Linked DNA regions of Mus musculus: regions 2 and 3 are each linked to region 1. The links are chromatin contacts, called in public Hi-C and promoter capture Hi-C maps. All regions are on one chromosome and are shown on one strand. Each heading gives the region's core, a stretch centred on a gene start, on an enhancer-like site or on the middle of the called end of the contact. The rest is flanking DNA. Distances are from core to core; before and after follow the strand shown. Region 1 holds the start of Foxo6 (forkhead box O6). Region 2 holds the start of Ppcs (phosphopantothenoylcysteine synthetase). Region 3 overlaps Rimkla (ribosomal modification protein rimK-like family member A).

Evidence for each region. Promoter capture Hi-C pulls out the DNA fragments that hold promoters and counts their contacts. A called contact is a pair of places that touch in the nucleus more often than the background predicts.
Region 2: a promoter capture Hi-C map of embryonic stem cells shows a contact between it and region 1, with 3 times the contacts expected there. The contact joins the promoter of Ppcs here to the promoter of Foxo6 in region 1. A contact is called at or near these places in 8 of 39 promoter capture datasets (the 3T3-L1 cell line, cranial neural crest, embryonic stem cells and 3 more), 1 of 484 Hi-C or Micro-C datasets (embryonic stem cells), 3 of 115 datasets of contacts at active chromatin or transcription factors (astrocytes, embryonic forebrain and embryonic stem cells) and 1 of 9 other capture datasets (liver).
Region 3: a contact with region 1 is called in a Hi-C map of cortical neurons, with 4 times the contacts expected there. The contact joins the enhancer-like site here to the promoter of Foxo6 in region 1. A contact is called at or near these places in 3 of 39 promoter capture datasets (the 3T3-L1 cell line, hippocampal neurons and liver), 1 of 484 Hi-C or Micro-C datasets (cortical neurons) and 1 of 115 datasets of contacts at active chromatin or transcription factors (large pre-B cells).

Annotation. Positions count from the first base shown.
Region 1 is chr4:120,285,995-120,288,519 of GRCm38.p6, forward strand. It overlaps Foxo6 (forkhead box O6), which reads right to left and starts at 1,267. Exons shown (of 2, transcript NM_194060.1): 1 at 845-1,267. The coding sequence starts at 1,258.
Region 2 is chr4:119,421,160-119,423,684 of GRCm38.p6, forward strand. Ppcs (phosphopantothenoylcysteine synthetase) reads right to left here and starts at 1,261. Exons shown (of 3, transcript NM_026494.4): 1 at 687-1,261; 2 at 421-524. The coding sequence starts at 1,194. It overlaps Zmynd12 (zinc finger, MYND domain containing 12), which reads left to right and starts at 1,525. Exons shown (of 8, transcript NM_001014900.2): 1 at 1,525-1,836. The coding sequence starts at 1,727.
Region 3 is chr4:119,462,983-119,465,507 of GRCm38.p6, forward strand. Rimkla (ribosomal modification protein rimK-like family member A) reads right to left here. Exons shown (of 5, transcript NM_177572.4): 5 at 2,301-2,525. Among named protein-coding and RNA genes, the nearest start is that of Rimkla, 28 kb to the right of the region's middle. Within about 2 kb of position 1,264, at least 139 of the 459 cell types and tissues checked have an H3K27ac peak or open chromatin away from gene starts, as enhancers often do. A contact at or near this core is called in cortical neurons, where this site is marked.

The DNA of each region.
Region 1 (2,525 bases), core at 17-2,516:
AAGATGGACAGAGGAGGAGCTGGATCTAGAAGCTACAATCCAGTAAAGCCCCCATCCAAGTCTTCTCCCAAGATGGCTCTCCCCTTTCCACTGCCTGCCACTGAGGTCTCTCTAGGGGTGCCCCACTCCTTAAGTGCATCTGAGCCCAGAAAGCCAGGGAAGTGAGAGATAAGTTGCCCGAGTGGGTAGAAATAGACCCCCCCCCCAGACCTCAACACCATTCCCACAAGTCCCAGCAGGGAGCCTAAAGCACCTCCCCCACCCCATGCTGTACCAGGGAAGGGGCTGACAACTGCCCCATGAAGAACTCATCTCCGGTGGTCTGCCATGCTTTTCACCCCGACTAGGCTCCAGGATGAACTCTCAACACTATAGAAAGAATTGCATGGGGTTGGGGGGGGGGGAGGCTTGATCTGTTAGCACTCTTCACCATGGGGCCAGTGTCAGGAAGGCCAGGGAAGATTTGAGAGGGAAAGCAGACAGGAGCCCCGGGTCATGACTCCAGCTCTTTAAAGCAAGTACCCTGGTGGAGAGGGTAAAACAAGTCACACAAAACAAAGGGGGCTCCCTACTGTCCGTGGTCTGGAAATGAGTTATGCTATTATACGCTCAATGACAGGCCAGGGATAATCCTCTGGGATGCCTCAAAAAGGTATCCCCTGTCACCCTACCAGACCTCCAATCCCGCGCATCCTTCCTAGGGGACATGAATGAATACAGCTGCTGCCAGCATGCCCCCGCCTGTCAACTGACCTGCCCCACGCCCTGGGCGCGCACTCCATGACCCCTAGGGGTGTTCCAGAGCCCCCCTCCCTGTAGCCTGCCCGGAGCCCGGATGCCCCACCTTCCAGCCGGCCGAGCTGTTGCTGTCGCCTTTATCCTTGAAGTAGGGCACGTAGCGGACCATCCAGTCGTAGATCTGCGAGAGCGTGAGTCTCTTGTCCGGGGCGCTCTCGATGGCTTTGGTGATGAGGTCGGCGTAGGAAAGGTTCCCCCACGCGTTCCGTCGGGAGCTCTTCGCTTTCCGCAAGGGTCCGACCTCTGCGCCCAGCGGAGGCGCTGGGGCCATCGCTGGGGCCGTCGCCCTGCGTTCCGGCCCGCAGTCCTCGGAACCCTCGGCTACTCCTGCACCCAGCGCCCCGTCCTCGTCGCCGGCCAAGTCCGGCTGCGGCAGAGGCCAGGTACACGAGCGCGGCCGGCTCTGCGGCGCGAAGTCCGGGTCCACGTCCACCTGATGCGCTCGCAGCTTCGCAGCCATGGTCCCGCCCGGCTCGGGCGAGGCAGGGAGGGAGGCTCCGCGGAGGGTGGGCGCGCGGCTCTGGGATCTGCGCGCCCCGGGGAGGCCCGCGGGAGGGGTCCCTGGCGGCGCCGGCTCAACCGCGGGGCGCCATGGGCCGGGGAGCGGAGGCAGGAGGCTGGACAAACTGGCGAGCACGGAGGGAGGCAAAGACCCAGGCAGTGAGGGGGCGGCGGCCCGGGAGCCCAGCGGGCACACACCTCGCCCAGCCCAGCTTCTAGCACCTGCCGCCTGTCTGTGCCCGCAGCCACCACCGCCACCGCCGCTGCCGCCGCTCCGCGGGCGCCGGTCCCGCGCGCGGGCCCCGCTCTCCCGGGACGAGGCTGGCTTGCACCATGCCGGAGCCCGAGCCCGTGCCAGAGCCCGCGCCGCCGCCGCCCCGTGAATGCCGCCGCCGCTCCGGCTCCAGCGCCAGCTCCCGCGCCTGCCGCGCTCAGCGCCGGCTGCACCTCGGGATGGGCGGGGGACGGGGACGGGGCGGACCCGGAGCAAAAGGAGGCGGGGCGTGCTCGCCCAGGGCCGCGGAATCCTTGCTTACTGGGTGCCCCGCCTGCTGACTGTGGGGGGCGTGGAGCTCCCGCTAAGGGCGACCCCGCCGAAGCCCCGCACGCCACAGCGCCCCCTAGGGAGCAGGCGAGAAACGTCTGGCGCGGCCCCGCCCCCTGCCGGGCTCGGGGAGGGCAACGTAGGGGCGGATCCCGAGTGCTTCCATTGGTGCACAGCGGGGCTGCCCCGCCCACAACCTTCAAAGGATTCCTCCCAGGAGCGCGTCAGCAGGTTATTGTTACAACCCGGGGTTTCCCGGGGCAACAGAAATGGGGCGGGGCTCGGAACACTGGTCCCTCCCCGCTTCTACCATCCCCAGAAATGCCCCGCCCTCCTCTTCTGGACCCTTGACGTTTCCAAGTCTTCCTTCCAACAGCCAGACTAAGGGTTGATCTAACTCTCGTCTCTTTGTGCCATGGACCAGTCTAGGGAAAAGAAATGGTTTGATAATTCCTGGATTGTAGGCCAGGCGTTATACCACAACCCTACCTGTTCTCTGTGCAAATGGGGCTTCCTGGGCTTTTACTGTGCTTGCAAGCACAATTTTAGAGCATTGGTTCTCAAAGTTCAGTGTGTGGTAGGTTTTATCCTACAGAGGATTAAAACAGATGCCTGAACCCCGACCGTCGAGTGTCTGGCGGCAGGTCTGTGCTGGGGCCGAGACTTCACATTTCTAGCAAGC
Region 2 (2,525 bases), core at 11-2,510, 860 kb before region 1:
TATACCAAGAGGCAAGATGCCTCTTCAGCCTTACCAAAGCACTTTGGTTCACAGAACATTACCCAGTTGCAAACTCCAACTTGTAACTCCACTTAGAATAACCTTCCCCACTTGATCAGGCCCTCTGTCCATCTTTTGATGAGTCATCTCCATCACCCTGACACCCCCGTCTCACTACCCCGGGGATCTGACTGCACTTTGTACATACCTCCACTACAGCATTTATCATTCTGATCTGTGATTATGGCTGGTGTCCAGGCCCTCGCTAGACTGTGAGATCCTTGAGGGCAGTGTCTTATTCATCTCTGTATTCCCAGTGCCTAGCTCATACAGAAGGCTGAAAGGCCATCCAGATCAAGAGGAAAGTAACCCAAGATTGGTTAGAGGGGGTCAGATCTCTGGAAGAGAAGAGCCCATCACCTGCAGTGGGCCACCAGATGAGTGGATCTTGTGTTCAGGCATTTCGGAGACAGGAATATAGAAATCTGACACTGCCGCGGCCAGGTAAAACATCGCAGAAGAGCCTGTGAAGATAAACGGAGTATAAGAAATCGGGGAAGGGCATGGAATCTTTTCTTTAACTCGGGTTCCTTGGCTGTGGGGTAGGCAGCAAGCAATAGGGAAAAGAGGCTAGGGAGAACGGCTCTACAGCCAGGAAAACCTTTGGATTTCCTTGGAACATTCACCTAATGGACTGAGAGCCAGGGCAGCAGCCTGCAGCAGATGCAGATAATCCGCCAAAGTGGTAAACTCTACAGCCAGAAAGGTGCCGGCAGCGGCTGCCTCTTGGTAGCTCTGCAATGCTGCAGCAAAGCCCGGGAGCGCATTCTCTTCGGCCTCCAGACTCAGCTTGCCCGACTGGGCTGGGCCAGAAGGCCGAAGGGCTGACAGCCAGGCCTGGGGCGGGAAGCGGTGGGCATAGGGGAAGGCCGAGCGCGCTCGGTACAAGAACAGGACTCCATAGCCGGCAGCCAGGAAGACCTCCGCCGACGCGGCTCCGCGTCGCCCGCTACTGAAGTTGTCCAGAAAGCGCACGGCTCGCGCTTCCAGGGGGACCTTGGTGCCTCCAGATGTGATCAGCACCACCCGCCGGCCCTGCTCGCCCAGCCTGGCCGCAAAGCGAGCCATAACCTCGGCCCAGCGCGCAGCACCCGCAGGACGCGGCAACTCAGCCACCAGGTCCATTTCCGCCATCTGCACTGTAGTCACCCCACGGTAGAACCACAGCGCCCGGGCACGCCGGGCCGCTGGCGCCACGCCCCCTTCCGGATACCTGGGCTGCGCGCAGCCGCAAATAGTGACTATGGTCATTCCCTTTCCTATGTCCGCCAGTAGGTCCTGATCTCGCTAAGGCTCGAAATGCTTGCCTGTTCTGGGAAAGCCCGTCGGGAAGCGTCTAGAGGAAGAACGTATCTAGAAAATCCAGAAAAATTATGCTTCCTGTGGATTTCCTAGTTTGGAAAACGAAATGGTTGTTTTTGACCTATACCGGCCACCGTATAGTTCTCCCCAGGCTCGGGCTACATGGCAGTCAAGTTCTGGCTATTTAACCTTTGAGATTTAGAGTTTGTGCTCTCCCCTCCCCAATTGTCGCAGTCAGTCCCGCCCCTCCCCCTTGCCCTTGAAATCCCGACGTCCGGGCTGGCCCGTGGTTGTCACGTGACACCTCAGCCTTGCGGATGCTAGCCAGGCAACCGTCCTGGAGACCGACGCCGCCGGCCGCACCATGAACGTGATCTACCCGCTGGCGGTGCCCAAGGGGCGCCGGCTCTCCTGTGAGGTGTGCGAAGCCCCGGCCGAGCGGATGTGCACGGCCTGTACAGTCACTTATTACTGGTAGGCCCTGGAACATGGTGCCTGGTGCCTCTGCTCCCTCCCTGTCTCCCAACACGGGTCTGGCCTCGTGTGTCTGTCCTTTGTGGCCTTTCCTGCCAGGGACCCCACAAGTCCAGAGCAGGCTTGAAGACGCGTGTCTAAGACTTCTGTGGCTTCCTCTGCGTCTTCTCCGGCTCTGCTGGGTTTTTTGCCTGATGTTTTGCGGGGCTCCTACTGTTACTGTGTTGCAAACCCTTCCTGGTGCTGAACATAATGGGGCCATTTCTGTAGATCTCTCCTCTCAAAGCTCAAGGAGAACTCTGAAGACAGAGAAGTAGACAAATGATAATTTCAGGGAGAAATGGCAAGTCAAAGGAAATGGGAGGAGAAATTGGGCAGACAGCTTCTCTCAGAGTAGACGATTGGTCTGAAGTTAAGGAGCTAAAGAGCCGGTGTTCTTGCCCTACAAAGGCACAGGTAGGGTTCTTAAGTAGGGAAGACGTGTTCTTCAGGACTAGAAGAAAGACTATTGGCCAGTGCACAGCTAAGGGAGTTTGAATGTAGGAGAGGTAGTAATTCAAGATGCGAGGGGTTTAAATGTATTCGCATTAACACCATCCCCATCCTTTTTTATAAGAGAGTTTCATGTAGTTGGTCTCAAACTCACTATGTAAGCTAAGAATTGAACTTTTGAACATCGTACCCACACC
Region 3 (2,525 bases), core at 14-2,513, 820 kb before region 1:
CCACAGTCCTCTCCCCCTCTGTTTGACAGGTTTAATGCAACTCCCTGGCACCTCCTCCCGTCCATGTGATGCAAAGCCAGCAAGTCATAGGACGGAAGAGCCAAGAAAACCAGGTGCTAAATCATGCAAGGTCAGGCTTCCCGGCAGCTCCCAGCTCCCCAGTGTCCCAGGCAGCTTTTCTTCCATGATTTTCCTAAGCCATATACATCCCCCATGGCTTGCATTGATATCCTGCAGAATCTCAAGGATGGATGGAACCTTCCAGAGACATTAAGCCAAACAACAGTCTGCTCTTGCAGCCATTCCCCCTTTGCCCCCCTCTCTCTCCCAGCTGTAGAGCTGCTGTGTGCCAGCTTTTATCCCTTGGCACTCAGCCATGATCCTGGGAAGGCACTGCTTACGAAAGCCAGGCCTGTGGTAAAGTGTTTCCCTTTAAGATGGTGTTTATTGCTCCTACTTATAGCTGACAAAAGATTCGATAAGGTGTGGTGGTTGTGCCTTGGGTCACACAAGTTATCTGGATTGAACCAGATCTGACTCACATTGGTACCATTCACTTTAGTCTGCGTCACCATCCGTAAGTGCACCCAAGAGCTAGAAGTACAAATGGTTGCTATGATACCAACCAAGTCAGTACAGTGAGAATAAAGTGTGCCACCTTCAGAGGTGGCGTTCAGGTGCCCCGTGGGGAGGGAGATGACTATGTTGAACAAAATCCCTTTGAAAGCCACCACAATTTAAGGTGAAATGGTGACAGGAATCAAGGTCAGAGAAAGGATGGCTATGTATGGGAGCGTGAAAAGACTTGTTCCGGGGAATGAAGACAAGTGGTACATGAAAGAAGGGGGGATGGAGTCCTGTGCTGTCTGGGAGAACATTCTGCGTGTTGCCAAACCTGCACTGCTGCAGCCTCTGATGGCCCCTCCCACATCACTTACACACACACACACACACACACACACACACACACTCGCACATATACCCCTTTAAATGTTGCCAAGCTAAGAAATGTAGGAAGGAACAAAGCTTTATATCTTAATGGACACAGTGCGGGGACAAAACAACACCGTCTCAAAGAGAGGTAGCAGGTGCTGCCAAAACACAAGGCCTTTAGAAACCACAGAAATTCCAGGGCTCAGAATAGAAGCCCAGTTTCCAAACCCATCTGGTTCTCATGGGGCAGTTGCCCACTGACGTTGGGCTAGATCAGGAAGGTGGCTGTGTACGGAGGCTTTGGAGGCATAGCCTTGCCGGAGGAAGTGTGTCACTTGGGGTGGGCCTTGAGGTTTCATTTTGAGTATGTTCCGCTTCCTGTCTGCAGTTCCAGGTGTGACTTTTCATCTGCTCGCTGCCAAGCTTCCCTGCTGTGACGGTCCCTCAGGAGCCAGAAGCCCCAAATAAACTCCTCCTTCTCTAAGTTGCGTTGGTCATGATGTTTTATCACAACAATATAAAAGTAACTAAGGCATCTCGTAAGGCAGTGATCTATATGAACCTGGAATTCCTAAGCCAATGGCAATGCCAGGAGTTTTGTTTTTTCCTTTTTTTTCAATAACTCTTTTGTGCATTTTATTTCTATGTGTATGGATGTTTTGTCTGCATGTATATGTGTGCACCACATGCATGCCTGGTGCCTGCTGAAGAGGATCTCCTGGAACTGGAGTTATAGATAGTTGTAAGATACCATGTGGGTGCTGAGAAATGGATCCTGTGTCTTTTGGAAGAGCAGCCACTGCTCTTAACTACCTACCTCTCCAGCCACACCACTAGGTTTTCTGTCAGGATCTAAGAACATGAACTTTGAGGGTGGTGACAAATAGCTGCTGCTTGTGTCCTTAAAACATCTGCCCAGACTACCACCAAACAGAGGCCATACTTGTGAGCACAGGGGACAATGTCCAGTTGTGTTTGATGAGAGTCACTCCCCACTTTAATGTAGATGGTATTCAGTGATTTGGTTGGTCCTAAAACCTCCTTTATCCCCCAAATTAACTTCTTCCATTTTTCCTATATTTGCAGGGTGCCCTTACCATGACTTAAGCCATTTTGTCTCCTTTCCTCTAGAGTTTCAAGTGATCCTGATTTCATCTCTGCCACAAAACTATTCCAGGCCTTTTCCCCATCTCTCTCCTCCCTACCCTGGCCTGTTTGACACAGGACTGGTCAGGAGGGATGCTGAACCCACAACAGCGATGCTCATGATCCACTTATGCTATGTCTCACAATCTAAAGACCCAAAGCCTCCAATATACCCTCCATCCGCCCCGCACACAATTAATCAGACAAGACATAGGAAGACGTTTTTCCCAAGTGCAGAATCATGTATATTCTGAGTGACTCAGCTATTGACATTCAAGTTTTGACCAGTTTCAAGATGTTGCTACAAGACAGTGGAAAGACCACACACACCCCCTGAATCTATATTACAGAGGAAGACTTGGTGTTGGCGTACACGAGTCAGGGTTTCAGGTTATGCAGGGCCTCTAGAAGGTTCCTTGGATGCCTTACTCGCTTCATGTTGTGAA